Linked DNA regions of Mus musculus: region 1 is linked to region 2. A link is a contact called in public Hi-C data. All regions are on one chromosome and are shown on one strand. Each heading gives the region's core, a stretch centred on a gene start, on an enhancer-like site or on the middle of the called end of the contact. The rest is flanking DNA. Distances are from core to core; before and after follow the strand shown. Region 1 overlaps Thsd4 (thrombospondin, type I, domain containing 4). Region 2 overlaps Thsd4 (thrombospondin, type I, domain containing 4).

Region 1 (4,050 bases), core at 436-2,935, 120 kb after region 2:
TGGAATAGGACGTCTCACAGTTGCTGGTGCCTAAGACCTTGTTGGGATGCAGGTTCTGGGTTGCAGAGGTGGCTTAGTTGGTCAAGTACTTGCTGTGCCAGCACGAGGAGCTCAGTTGATCCTTCCAGCACGCACATGAAAGATGCTGACCTGCTGGCCAGCCAGTCTAGCTAACCCAGAGAGCTCCAGTTGAGATTTTATCTTGAAAAAATAAGCCAGTGAATCATTAAGGAAGACGCTAAGGTTGACCTCTAGCCTCTTCTGGTGGGGTTCAGGGTGGGAGCCAAGAGAACTCCCCAGAAGTCTTAAAATGGAAGCTTTATTCTCTGAGCACTCAGGGGGGCGGCCAGTTCGGGGGTCCGAACCTCATCCCTGAAGGGAGAGTGTACAACGTTTTTATAAAATGGGAACACAAAGCAAGGGGGATGGGGTGGGCTGTTGCATGACCAATCATATTTTGACACAAGGGGTTAAGCCAGGATGTCAACATTGGTGACTGGGCCTTATCCAGGCCACCTGGTTTCAGAGACCTTGAGCCAGCTTTTGCAGTCAGGTCCTCTCCTGGACTCTAGCCTGGAATTTTGGAATGATAAGGAAATAAAGGAGTGGGCAAGCTGCACATAGTCAATTAACTAGGAACACATTTGTGACTTGTGTGCCTTCCTGTAGATAACGGGGTAACAGCATCTTCCCTCTTTACATCCTTTATGGGTTAGCAGACAAACATGAAACATCTGAGGAAGCTGGACAGGAGTTGGGTTCCAGGCACTGGGGACATGAACTCAGTTTTGATTCTGGTCAGCAAGGTATGGATGAACATGTTCCTGAGATGACTGGACTCATAAAACTACCTCCTAACACCACACACACAGGTGCACATCAAGTACACACAAACATACTATATCTTTATCTTTAAATATATGGGTGGGTGGGGGGAGCGCGCTTTGCTCAGAGCTCTGAGATAGAGCCTCAATCTCTCCGGAGATTCCGGTGCTGCTGGTCCACGGACCCACAGGTTTGAAGAACACAGTCACAGAACAGAATTGCAACAAAGGGGAAGGGGTCAAAATTCAAGATCAGAAATGACTGGGCTTAGTGAAGAAAACAAACCAACCTACCCCTCTGTGCCCTGTGCCCTGTGCCCTGTATAAAAGGGTCTGCTTGCCTGTGGACAGGCTGCCCTGCGGTCACTGGCTCAGTACACACTGATGAAGCCACCCGCACCTGCTTGATAACACTTGTGGGCAGCAGAGAAGGAAGCTGCTATGTCGGGTGATGGGGAAAGCATCTTGCCCCAAACAGACCCTTCCCCTAAAGGAGAATCCACATTAACAAGTGTCTAGTTTTATATTCATTGCTTTTTGGTGTGCGGTGGGAGAAGGGGGAGGGTAGCTCTTCCCAATACCCTAAAACTACTCGAAATCTCTTGAAACAACCACACCTTTGAAAAGATAACGATGTGAAAGCCTTAAATGTTCATTTCATCCTGATAAACAGACTACAGAGAATGAGCAAGCCAGCCAGATGTGACTGTAAGCAATTGGATTTCTTAGTCCTGGACTCCCCACGGTGGGTGAGCAACCCAGTCATCCCCACTTGGCTGAGACAGCAGTTGTTTTCCTTGTGACCCAGCAGGGCAAACAATCCTGGTGGTTCATGGTGGCCTCTTCCTCACCAAGACAGAGACCATCTGGACACTTGCAGGGGGCCTCCACAGAATGGGATACATTTACACAGAGTTGTCACAATAAGCACAGATGTGTCCACAGGGCCCCACGTGGCTGTTTAACCCTTCCAGGAGAGCATGCAGTAGCTACCCTGGGGAATAAGTTGGCTCATTCTTGAGCTTTGTCTCTCAGAACCAAGCTGTGGGGCTTTAGGAGCTCCACATGACACAATTAGCAACTTGGCTAATTGCTAAAAGTTAGGCAATGTGCTGGTTAGTTTTAACTGTTAATTCCACAGCACTAGAGTAACCTGTAGTCACCTGGGAAGAGAATTAAATAGGTTAAACTGGCCTCTAGGCAGGCCTTGTTAGTTTATATAGGAAGACCCACTCCATTGTGGGTGGTACCATTCCTTAAGCTGGGCCCTGAAGTATGTAAGAGTGGAAAAAGCTAGCTGAGAGCGGGCAAGCAGGCAGCATAGATACACTCATTTCTTTCCGTTCTTAGAAGGAATAGTTTCTGCCGTGATGTCCCCATAATAATGAGCCATTGCCTAGAACTGTAAGCCAAATAAAGCCTTCCATCCTGCGTGGCTTTTAGTCAGGGTCTTTGTGAAACACGAAACTGCAGCAGGCAGTAAGTTTGAACAGTTACAGTTCAGAGTTCAGAGATGTGAGAGTAGCAGCCTAAGATACACACTCAGCCCTGAAGCCTAGAACTGTGAGTTTGAACCTCAGCTCTGCCACTGGTGGAGAGGACAGAGGACTAGCTTAGGAGCTGTGAGTAAGTTACTTGGTCTTTGCGCCTCAGTTTCTCCTAGTGGGGTCAGAATTAAGTTCCTGCTCAGGGAATCACTAGGATGTGACATTTCTTGAGATACCCTCCAGGCTGGCAAGTGACGGCTAGAGCCATTAGTGATGGTGTTTATATGTTACATGCTGGGAATCTCTGCCACACTCCAATTCCAGTGCTAAACCTAAACGCATTTATAAAGATCATGTCACAGTTTGGTCATCCTGACTACACCACAGTCCTGAGCATCAACCCCAATTCCTGCCTTTAGGCTAGCCTGTGGGATACAAGCAAATCTCCTAGTAGGTGTGTGTGTGTCTGTGTGTGCACGAACACGCATGCATATGTGTGATCACAATAAGCTTGTGGTTTGTCCGGTTTGAAGGAGGCCTGATTCTGCAACTGTGACAGCCCTTTGGTGTCACCCATGCAGCAGTTGGAGGGCTATACTTTAGCAGTGGTCCTAGACATTGCCACACACATATAGAACCAGCACGCCCCAGTCTGGGCTCAGCATCATAGACTAATGCCCTTCTAGTTCTTCACAGCCTTTCTCTGAGTGGCCATCAGAATCCCTTGGGGTACCTATCACAATAGATCATGAAGCTCTACCTGATAAGTCTAACCTGGGCCTGAGAATCTGTATTTCCAACAATGCCAGGTTGGTTGGTGCTGTCACTCTTTGCCTGGGAACCACTCCGTGAGGACTGCTTGATCCGTCTACAGCACCCCAGCCCAGACATGAACTGGCTCTTGCCCTTGCTCTCTTCTCTGCATTCTCTGGCTTGGCTACTGCACCTTCTGTCCCCTAGGCCCTGGATGGACCAGCCCTGCCGCTGTCTCTGCAGCTTTTCCACAGGCTTCCCAGCCTCGGTCTGTATCGTTTTTCTCCTCTCATGCTGCCTTCCCAGCACAGAACCAGAAATGCACACCTAGCTTCGACTGAGATTCTCTTCAATGCTCGGCTTGATCCAAAGCACGCTTCCACAGAAAATATGCGCTTTTCTGGCTTCCCATTGGACCCCATGAGCTGTCTGGGTACAGCCAACTTTTCTTATGTGTGCTTAGATTCCTGCCTAAGTCACGAGAAACAGGCTGGGGGCGGGGGCGGCTAGGTCTTATTTATCAGTATCTCCATAGCCTACCGCAATGACTAGTACATAACGGGTGTGCACTTTTACTAGCTAACCACTGATGGGCTAGAGAGATGGCTCAGAGATGAAGCACACTGTCTGCTCTTGCAGAGGATGTGGGTTCAATTCCCATCATCCACTTAGTGGCTCACAACCTTCTATAATTCCAGTCCCAGGTGATCTGGCCTCTGGACACTGCACACACTTTGTATAGAGACATAGATGCAGGCAAAACACCCATACACATAAAATTAATTTCATTAAAAATTAATAATTAACCACTGGAAATTGTAAAGCACAAATGAGTGGCTCTGGTCATTGACACACAAGGGAAGCGTGTCCCTTTCCTTAACTGTTGCATTTCTCTCATTTCTTTGATATGAAAAAGTCAGAAGGCTGAGTGATAAATAGGCTAAGATCAGATGAAATGTGATCAATTGACAAGGCCACCTCCCTCT
Region 2 (3,871 bases), core at 179-2,678:
TACAAATGTCTTCACACCCCTAGCATTGGGATTCTAAGTACACAGCCACCAAACCTAGCAGCTGCTGTTGCTGCTGCTGCTCCTCCTCCCACATTTTTAAAAAATGTGGTTCCAGGAATCAAACTCACATCTTCACGTTTTCAGGTTGAATACTTTGTGACTGTGCTATCTGTTGGCAATTTTTCTGCCTCCACCCAACAGCAACCTAGCATCAGGTCGCTTCATGAGCCAGGATCCAGGCATCATAAGACCACTAGTTACCACATTCTCATTCATATTCTCTCTCTCTCTCCCTCTCTCCTTTGTTGTTCTTTCTCTGCCTCTACCCCCTTTCCCACGTCTCCTTCCCTTCTCCCAATAAACTTCCTTTTATATCTGGCTGATTGTTTAGGTAGACACCTAGGCACAGGCCCACCCAGACTCCCCCCACCCCACCACATTGCACCATGGTTTTATAAAACACAACACCATCTCCCCAATCCTTATTTCTTTTTACAAATTATATGAACATATTGAGCTCAGTATGAAAGCGGTAGCTTTGTATAACTGATGCAATGCTTTGGGAAAAGTGAAGCAGACACTAGGTGGCGTAGTGCACCCCCAGTGACCCACTCACCCTCCTCCTGGAATTTATCTTTACCCTAAAATCTGAGAGCGTTTCCCTTCATCATCCGAAAAAGGAAGCAAAATACAATCTGAGATCTTCTGTATTGAACCATTAGGAAAACGACCAAGGAAGAAAAAACAAGTTATGAAAACGATCCCTTTTAAGCTTGCAGCCACACTGTCACCTCATGGAAGCCCTCTGTTGGGCCATATGATTTGTAGCGAGAAAAAGCATCAAACCAGGGAGCCTACAGCAGATCTGAGAATGTTTCCCTAACCCCGTGGTCGCCCAGACAACAAAGTCCCACGATCATCATCCCCCCCCCCCCCTTCTGCAGTAGGGCGGCCCTTGTTGTTGTTGTTTTAAATGTTAATGAGGTGAGCCTCATTGCTCTCTCCCAGCTCAGCCTTTCAGCTCTTCCAACCTGAGGCAAAAGCGCCCTGACCAAGCCTTCAAAGGCCCCCAAACAGAATACAGGCAGCCTCTGGAAACAACTTGACCCTAGGCCTGCAGACAGAAGAGTAGAGAACTAAGAAGAAAAAGAAAGACAACAAAACCTTAAAGCTTGCAAACTTGACTCCTAAAGCATCCAGTACTATGATGCAAATACACACACACACACACACACAAACACACAAAAACACACACAGGGCTTAAGAAACAAAAGACAAGGGGCCAAATCCACCTCAAACAAGGAAAGAGTGAGCTAAGGCTTTTATCCTTTCAAACGCCAACTCTCAGAGAAGCCCTGGTCTCCCTGAAGTTCTCCATAGAAAACCTAACTGATTTAAAGCTAGGAAGCCGACATTTTACAAAGTCCTCTCTGCCTCTCCCAAGGACTGAGTGATCCAGTCCTAAGGAGCAGGAAGTCTGGGGCAGTGGTACCTGTAAACGGTCTCTTTCATGTGGGAACATCTCCATCTGCTGGAAACTCCGATGTCTGCATTAAAGGCACAAAGTTAAGTTTTGTTTTTCCTGTAAATATATCCATTTCTAGTTTCTCTCAAGTACCTGTCACTATCTGACTGAAAGCAGCTGTCCCTCTTCCTTTTCCTAAGGTCCCTGGTGGCAATGTTTATCTGTGATATTTACGGGACAGCCCCAGCCCAGGGTTAGACATGTCCTTCCCATCTGTCTTCCCTGACAACAGGACATCCTTAGGTCAGTCCTAAAAACCTCTACAAAACCCTCCTGAGTCAGGAGATTGTCTGCCTGAAGGTCAGAGGTTTCTGAACTCCAGGGAGTTGGCATTCCGTTGAACTATGGTCTTAGCTTCTTACACCACCTGAGTGCCTTTATTTGTCAGGGCTAACTGTTCAATAACAACCATTTCATCTTTGATTTCAAAAGTACACAGATTTACACACATGTGGGTGAGGAGGGCAAGGCTGGGTTTGCCATTCTGGTATATTTGATGTGAGAGTTCTACTCCAGAATGCTGGCATTCTTTATATGAATGCTGGAGTTCTTCAACCTTGATGGAGTGCCTCAAAAACAGCCTGCCACACTTTAGATCATAAAGTCTTCCTGAGCCATGTTAATGGCTTGGTTCCCAAGGTGGTGCTGGTGGGAGGTCTTCAGGTTATTGAGGGCCCCTCTGAAAGGGATTACAGGGCTCCTCATTTCTCCTTCTCCTCTTCCTCCTCTTCTTCCCCCCCACCCCCCAGCTTCCTGGTCATAAGGTGAGTAGATTTGTTCTTTAATAATCAATCCTACCATAATATAATCCTGGCTCAAAGCAAAGGGCAATCATCTCATGTACTGGAACACTGACATCTGTGAGACAAAAGCCAACCTTTCAATGTAGTGACAGAAAGCCGAGTAATGCACAGCTCTGGAAGGCCCAGTGCCCACAGGACAGAGAGCACCAGGCTCCTCCTCTTTCTCTTCCGTTGGCAGCTCTCTAAGCATCATCTTCCTCTTTCCTCAGCATCTCACTCCATTCTGATGTTCTCTTTATTTTTGTTGCTTTTTAAAAGTCTTTTTTAATTATTTTAAATGCATACATACACATTTAAATTTACATACACATGTGAGTGTGGGTGACCAAAGTGGGCACTAGATCTTCTAAAGTTGGAATTACAGACAGTTGTGAGCTGCCCAGCATGGGTGCTCAGACACCAACTCAGGTCCTCAGCAAGAGCAATGCATTCTCTTAACTTCTAAGCCATTCCTACTGCACCACACTCCACATGACAGTCTCCTCTTTAGTACTGTGTGTGTGTGTGCATGCGCACACATCCAAGTGCGTAACCGCATGCAAAGCCATGTATGTGGACAACTCCCGAGAGTCAGTTCTCTCTTGCTACCATATAGGGCCCAGGGATTTCACCCAGGTCCTCAGCTTTGGCGGCAGGCGCCTTTACACGATGAGTTATCTCACAGGCCCCATTCACTTCTTAAAAGCAAAATGATACATAGTCCCATTGGTAAATCATTACTTCCCCATGTTAAAGTCACAGTATAAACTTGAATGGCTTCCTGGGCCTCTCTCTTTTTACTGTATATAGGGGGAGGTTGGGATGGTCTCCTTCTATTCAAGAAGGTCTGGGGAAAGGCATGCATGTGAAACGAAGCCAATACAACAGAGGCTTCTCCTGTATAACAGATCTGGTGGGAAGAACGCTGGCTGTCCTCGTCACTGCAGGGCTGGTAAGAGCCAAGCTACACGTGAGAACACCTGACAATGAGAGCCATAGACAGAAAACACGAGAGAGCTGGGATCCTCCCCCACTTCTCTGGGGGACCAAGACTACCTTCCCTCACCTTCCAGAAACATCAGCCAAAATGGAAGGAAATCAAGGAGAGAGACTAAGTGAGCACCCCACCCCCTTCCCCAGACCTCAGCTCCTGAGCCAGGAGCAGAGAAGCCTTCCAAAGCTTTTGATCTCAACAGCCAGCTCCAAACATGTTACCTTCTTAGCCCCAGAAGAAAGAATTTGGGTTATTAAGTAGTGAGTCACAATAGGAGATCCATTTGTAAAAGTATGCTTTTATAACGGCTAATAGTTAGGATGATCCCATTAACAGGAAAACAAATAATGAACTAGAATAGTGATTGGACACGTCTGAGTCCTGCCTCGAGCAATTTCCACACACACTTGCTGCAGGAATGTGGGATCCTGCATTGCTCTCATGCCCAGAGGACCTGCCAACTTCTCAGCGAAGGCTCTTCCTGAAGATACACAGTTAGTGTTGGCAATACACACCTATCCTGAAGCCACAGCCCTCCGCTGTTGTCCATGCACACATGCCACAACCTCA

What was found. Hi-C and Micro-C count contacts between places; a contact is called where the count stands out from the background.
Region 1: a Hi-C map of the G1E-ER4 cell line shows a contact between it and region 2, with 2.4 times the contacts expected there. The contact joins two enhancer-like sites. A contact is called at or near these places in 1 of 15 datasets of contacts at CTCF or cohesin (the G1E-ER4 cell line), 11 of 484 Hi-C or Micro-C datasets (the G1E-ER4 cell line, embryonic stem cells, muscle stem cells and 3 more), 1 of 115 datasets of contacts at active chromatin or transcription factors (intestinal villus epithelium) and 1 of 9 other capture datasets (embryonic stem cells).

The regions. Positions count from the first base shown.
Region 1 is chr9:60,396,601-60,400,650 of GRCm38.p6, forward strand. All of the region lies in intron 4 of Thsd4 (thrombospondin, type I, domain containing 4), which reads right to left. Among named protein-coding and RNA genes, the nearest start is that of 2010001M07Rik, 65 kb to the left of the region's middle. Within about 2 kb of position 1,686, at least 8 of the 459 cell types and tissues checked have an H3K27ac peak or open chromatin away from gene starts, as enhancers often do. A contact at or near this core is called in the G1E-ER4 cell line, where this site is marked.
Region 2 is chr9:60,275,028-60,278,898 of GRCm38.p6, forward strand. All of the region lies in intron 6 of Thsd4 (thrombospondin, type I, domain containing 4), which reads right to left. Among named protein-coding and RNA genes, the nearest start is that of 2010001M07Rik, 57 kb to the right of the region's middle. Within about 2 kb of position 1,429, at least 23 of the 459 cell types and tissues checked have an H3K27ac peak or open chromatin away from gene starts, as enhancers often do. A contact at or near this core is called in the G1E-ER4 cell line, where this site is marked.